2 separate regions of the Macaca mulatta genome follow, and region 2 is linked to region 1. The links are chromatin contacts, called in public Hi-C maps. All regions are on one chromosome and are shown on one strand. The core of a region is the stretch at or near the end of the contact, and the rest is flanking DNA. Distances in the headings are between cores, read along the strand shown. Region 1 overlaps SLC1A2 (solute carrier family 1 member 2). Region 2 holds the start of PDHX (pyruvate dehydrogenase complex component X).

Region 1 (3,008 bases), core at 280-2,779:
TGGGAACCCCGCGAGCCTTAATTTAGGGAGCCAAAGGGTGGGCCTTGGGAGCTCCAGCTGTCTCCGATTTCTGGTCTGGCAAGATGGAGTATGAATAAGAAACTCTGTAAGCGTTTAACTGCTGATTGGCTCTGGGAATTCCCAATAGTATTCGCAATAGAGAAGGCAGGTCGCCTTCCTCCAAAGCGTCAGAAGCCGAAGCCGGCTTCCTCCTCCTATTCCTGGTGACTTCCACTGCCCTAGACACGTGGGGGCGCTGCAGCCCCACTTTTGCTGGATGCCCTACTCGCCTGAGCCCTGAAAGATCCTGATTTTCCTCTGTATCTGGGTGAGTTCACATTCTCTGTGTCTTCCTTACGTAGAAATCAGCGAAAGCTCAGCAACGTATTTAGAAAATAAAACCAACAATGTGCACCTTCAACCAGGAAACAAAAACTTACTCAAGCAATACTTTTTAAAATTGTACAAACACTTAAAAGTAGGTGTAAGCAAAAAGAATTCCAAATACCCTGTGAGAATAATATTCAACACACACACACACGTGCACACACACGGAATGGAATGGTAAGAGTGATTTTTATTTATTTATCAAGATAAGGTATTCTGCAAACTATTTTGTTATTAGCTTTTTCACTTAAAAATAGCCCTGGTAAACATTTGCAATGTTTCCTACACTTTTTTTTTTTTTTTTTTTTCCCACAGTGACTTTGGATATCCAGAGTTATCAAATCTAGGGTTTGAAGTCCTTCAGTATGAGGGTTGAAAGAGAAAAGCAAGCTGTTTTAATGAAGATTCCTAACTGAAGCTAGGGGAGATATAAGATGCTTAAATTTTGCTCACACCTGAGCTGTATTTGTTTGCATGGCAGTGAGAAGGCTGGTAATTTGTCTTAAAACTAAAACAGCAGTTAACAACCTTTAAATTCCCTGAGGAGATTCCTTCTTCCCCAACCAAACCTGTTCCCATTTCCTTCTAGACTGGTTGACGGTCAGGTGGGCTGATTGGTTCTGCCTGCTATAGAGGTAGAATTCAGTGCTGTATCGAGGTAGGAAGGGTTTTGGAGGGTGTTTGGGAAGGTACACGCGGGGTAGAGATGATAGCACAGACTTTGTGGTCAGACTGGCAAGGGTTCAAATCCCAGCTCTGTGACTTCTTGCCCAGCTGGGTGGCCTCAGGCAAATTACTTAATCGCCCAAAACCTTATTTGTAAAACAGCGTCATAAAACTCTCACACAATTGTGACTGGCAGTGATAAGTACCTAATGCTATTTTAGGAGTTCCCCAAAGTTTTTCTGCAAAGAGCCAGATAGCGCATGTTTTAGGCTTTGTGAGCCATACAGTCTGTATCATAATGAGTCAACTCTGCCATTGCATCACAAAAGCAGCTACGGACAATATGTAAATTCACGAGCAAGGCTGTGTTCTAATAAAAGTTTATTTACAAAAATAGATGGCAAGCTGGATTTGACCTGTGGACCGTAGTTGACTGACCCTGCTCGTGATCATCCCTGTCCAGTAGATATATAGCAGTGGCCACAGATAGCATATTAGATTTTCTTGTAGCCACACTAAAAAAAGGAATGAGAAACAGGTGAAATTAGTTTTAAGAATAGATTTTATGCCCGGGTGTGGTAGCTCACACCTGTAATCTCAGCACTATGGGAGGCTGAGGCGGGTGGATCACTTGTGGATCACCTGTGGCGAAACCCTGTCTCTACTAAAAATACAACAATTAGCCAAGTGTGGTGGCTCATGCCTGTAATCCCAGCTACTTGGGAGGCTGAGGCAGGAGAATCGCTTGAACCAGGGAGGTGGAAGTTGCAGTGAGCCAGGATCGTGCCATTGCACTCCAGCCTGGGCAATAAGAGTGAAACTCCATCTCGAAAAAAAAAAAGAATAGATTTTACTTACATCAATATATCCAAACTATGATTGCTTCAACTTGTAACTCATATGAAAAATTCCTTAATGAGATGGTACATTTTATTTTTTGGTAACATTTTCAAAATCTGTTGTGTATTTTAAACTTAGGACACATCTCATTTTGTACTGGTCGCATTTCAAGTGGTCAGTAAAACGCAACCTCAATATTGCTTCTCAAACTGCAGAAACAATTCTCCAAAACCAAATTTAGTGGGTCAGATAGCAACTTACTAAAAAAAAAAAAAAAAAACTCAAATTTTAAAAATGAAATGGAGGAGAATAGAAACTATCAAAAGTACACTGCATGTAGGAAGGACATGGGCTGTTTCTTGTACTTCGGTGTGTGAATGCCTGTGTGTGCACATGCCTGTGTGTGGGTGTGCGCTGAGCCAAGATGAGAAAAAGAAGACATCTACTTCTTACTGTGGATTGCAGGTAAACATGTTTGAAACTCGTTACTGTACGTGCTAAGGTCAAATGGGTTTTTCGTTTGTGTTTTTGTCTTTTAGAGCAGAGGCTGACTGGGGTGTTTAGCTGCTGCTTCACGCAGGCTGTGCTGTTGACTGAATAAACATCTAAAACCAGCTAAACCAGTTGCTGAATGTCATAGTGACCATTATAAAAATACAAACCAAAGTTTCCAACTTTAAACTTTATTATCTCTATTCTTAGTTTTAAAGCACGCTCATTTTATAGATAGCAAACAGAAATCCGGAAAGGTGAAATACTTAAGTCAAGACCCCAAAACCTTGGCTGGGCCCAGTGTCTCATGCCTGTAATCCAACACTCTGGGAGACTGAGGTGGGAGGATCGCTTGAACCCAGGAGTTTGAGACCAGCCTGGGCAATATAGCAAGACCAGGTGTCTACAAAAAAATTTAAGAATAAAAAAGAGGTTGGGCGTGGTGGCTCACGCCTGAAATCCTGGCACTTTGAGAGGCTGAGGTGGGTGGATCACCTGAGTTCAGGAGTTCAGGACCAGCCTGGACAACATGGTGAAACCCTGTCTCTGCTGAAAATATCAAAATTAGCCAGACATGGTGGCTCATGCCTGTAATCCCAGCTACTCTGGAGGCTGAGGCAGGA
Region 2 (3,008 bases), core at 179-2,678, 460 kb after region 1:
TTATATCTAATACTAAACTTTTAATATTCCATGATTTTCTAAGGCAGTGAGTCTCAAAGCACATTCCATTAAACGTCAAAATAAAACATCAGAACGCATCCAACATTTGTAAAATGCAGATTCCTGAGCCCCACACTAGATCAGACCAAATCTCTAGGAGCTGTAAAAAAATTTAATTTCAACAAACTTGGAGGAGGGAAGAGAGGGAATTCTGCACACACTGTTAAAGCACCTCTGCTCCAAGGAATATGTTATGAAACATTACACCAAAAAAACTGAAATAAATTGTTCCCATTACGGAATCTTTAGGAACCCCAATACACTCATCTTACTATATGGCTTTGTGTGATTTTTTTTTTTTTCTGGGCCTCAGGTAGCTCAGAATACGAAGGCAATGTCTATTAGACCTATTTAAATTAAAATTCATTCTGTAGAGTGCCAGGAACGATGACTGGCAGGCAATACGTCAGATTAAAAAACGTCAGTCCTATTCTCAATCCCTGCTTCCCTCCAACCCTCTCCCCAAATAAGGAAAAATAATACCCAGCCTGCCATTTTGCATACTGTTAAATACTGCAAGAATTGTGTTAACCGTATCAATATCATTACTAAACGACAATTTTCTATAATAAACTTTTTGATATGATTTATCTCCTAAATGCTCGCTCTTTCAAGCGAATATTTGCTTGAAACATTCTCCTGGACCTTTGTCTGTGATGCCGTAGGAATTTACAAATTTAAGTCTTCCACGAGTCATGGCGTGGGGTAAAACTCGACTGGCCTCAATGAAAACACCTCCCAACAGAGAGGCCTAGAGAATGAGTAAGAACTCCCAACAGTGGCTTTTCAATCTCGGCAACCTTGGGCAGCTTTTTCTCGTCCGAGACGTTTGACAACCCTAAAGAAACCTGAGCCTTGACTGGAAAGGGGGCTGAGGGAGGAGAGTTTAGGAACCCTCTCCGCGCCTCACAAATAACCCAAATTCCAAGGCAAGGTCACAAAGTCATACAAACCAGGAGGCCTAGGGTAGGGTCGAATTCTCCCAGAGGCCAAGAAAGCCCTCCACAGCATGCATTAGGCCGAGTCGGCGGACCCCACCCAGAGAAAGAGGGAAAGGAATAGGGAGGCCGCGCACCTCAACACCCAGACGCAGGTCCTCAATCAAGACTGCCCCTGTCCCAGGCCCATCACTCAGCTACACAGAGAAGCTGAGCGAGCCCCGGCCACTCACCCCGAAGCCACTGCGTGCTGTGAAACCATCTCCAATTAGCTCCGCGGCTTACAGACCACCCAAGAGCCCCCTTCACCAGTCCTATGCTTCGGCAGCCAGGGAAGCCCACAAGATAACGCAGTAGCCGCGGATCACAGCCTAGCCTCCAGGAGGCCGCCATCTTCACGGCCTTCTCACCGGCTGCCCGCAGCACAGCCTGATGTCCAGCATCAAGGCCCCGCCTCCCACATGGTTGGCCACACCCCCAGACGATCGAGGTGCCTTTAGGTCTCTCAGACTTGAAGCCCTCCTAGTCCCGCCTCCAACCGCGTTGGCCACGCCTCCCGGGCAGTCAGGTGCGCTGCTGGATAGCCCAGCCGGAGGGGCCTTACCAGACCCCGCCCACCATGTTCGCCCCGCCCCCGGGCTGCCCTCAGCGCCGCCTGATTGCATTTGCGGCCTTGCTGCCTCAACCTAGGCTGAGCGCCGCGAGTAAAGTGGTGCGGAGATTGGAGGCCGCGTGGGTCCCTGGTCTAGGCCATGTCTGGCTGTGACGCTCCGGAGGGAGACTGTTGTTCCCGGAGATGCGGCGCGCAGGTAGGGGCGGGGTCACCAGTACCGGTTATTCCCAGGAGTAGAGGCCCAGACGGAACCTGGCGGCGGGAGCTGGGCGCGGGGTCGCGGGCCGGGCGTTTGGCTGCGGGGCGGGGCTTCGGGCCGGGCAGTTTGCGACCCTGGAGCACCGCGGCCTTCGCGTTGGGAAACAAGGCTGCGGCCCCAGGCGATCAGTGGTCCCGGGCGGGGCGCTCCGACGACGGGAGCTGGGCGCCAAACATTGGAAAGAAGCAAATAACGCAGAGAGAATAGCGTTTGGGTGACCTCAGCGAGTATTTATCAGGAAGACAGGCCAGAGAAGGAATCGTGAAGCTCCGAAGTGGAGCTGGGGCGAAGACCGCGCTCCCCGAGCTTCTTTTCTGCGCCCTGACCAGTTGGGCGTTTGGGGAGACTTTTGGCACTCGGGAGACATTTGCCGAACCGGAGCTGTGCCTCGGCTGCCAGCGCTTTGCCTTTGAACAGTTGCTCCTTGCCTATCTCCCTTTAGATGAATTGTGGGATGATCATGGGAACGATTCTTCCTTAAGCCGAAGTCAAAGGGAAATCCACCCTCACTCTGCATGTAGTTTTCGGTCATTTACACAAACCAACAGTTTTATGGAGCACCTTCTCCGCGCTCAGAGATGGCGGTACATAAGACAAATGGCCCAGGGTCTGGAGAACTAGACGAATAAGCAGTTTCAGCACAATATGATAAACCCCACCTAAGAGGCAGGGAAACCCCTCAAAATTAGCTCCCTTATTCCCCCTATCTTATTCCTCCCATGTATATCTTTCTTAGGGTTGAAAATCCTAATTAAAAAGTAGTAACTAGCAGGAGATTTCATTGCTAAGTATTTGTCAACCGCTGTCTTGTTTGAATAAGTGACTTCCCCAAATTAGCGAAGACTACTCTGAAAATAGAATGGTGGATAGGCAAGGTTGGATGGGAGAGAGAAGATCTTGGAGATAGGACAGATAATTGGAGATCGTTCCTAGGCAGGTGTGTATGGAGAAGTGTTCATGCCCTCAATCAGTAAATCTTAGTGTAATGTGAGCATCAAAGAGAGCCTTAAGGGACCCCAGAATAAACTAGGATTCTCATACCAAACATGGCCCACAGACAGCTTGATGGACAGGCATGTTTCGTTTGCCTAACTCAATGTTCATGAAAAATTTGAGCTAACGTTTCTTTTTTTTCGAC

Evidence for each region. A called contact is a pair of places that touch in the nucleus more often than the background predicts.
Region 2: a contact with region 1 is called in a Hi-C map of fetal cortex germinal zone, with 3 times the contacts expected there. The contact joins the promoter of PDHX here to the enhancer-like site in region 1. A contact is called at or near these places in 9 of 14 Hi-C or Micro-C datasets (CD4 T cells, blood, cortical neurons and 5 more).

The regions. Positions count from the first base shown.
Region 1 is chr14:29,891,877-29,894,884 of T2T-MMU8v2.0, forward strand. The region is part of intron 1 of SLC1A2 (solute carrier family 1 member 2); the gene reads left to right. Among named protein-coding and RNA genes, the nearest start is that of SLC1A2, 27 kb to the left of the region's middle. Within about 2 kb of position 1,530, at least 7 of the 40 cell types and tissues checked have an H3K27ac peak or open chromatin away from gene starts, as enhancers often do.
Region 2 is chr14:30,352,772-30,355,779 of T2T-MMU8v2.0, forward strand. PDHX (pyruvate dehydrogenase complex component X) reads right to left here and starts at 1,429. Exons shown (of 15, transcript XR_003722578.2): 1 at 1,232-1,429. APIP (APAF1 interacting protein) reads left to right here and starts at 1,646. Exons shown (of 7, transcript XM_028833523.2): 1 at 1,646-1,807. The coding sequence starts at 1,751.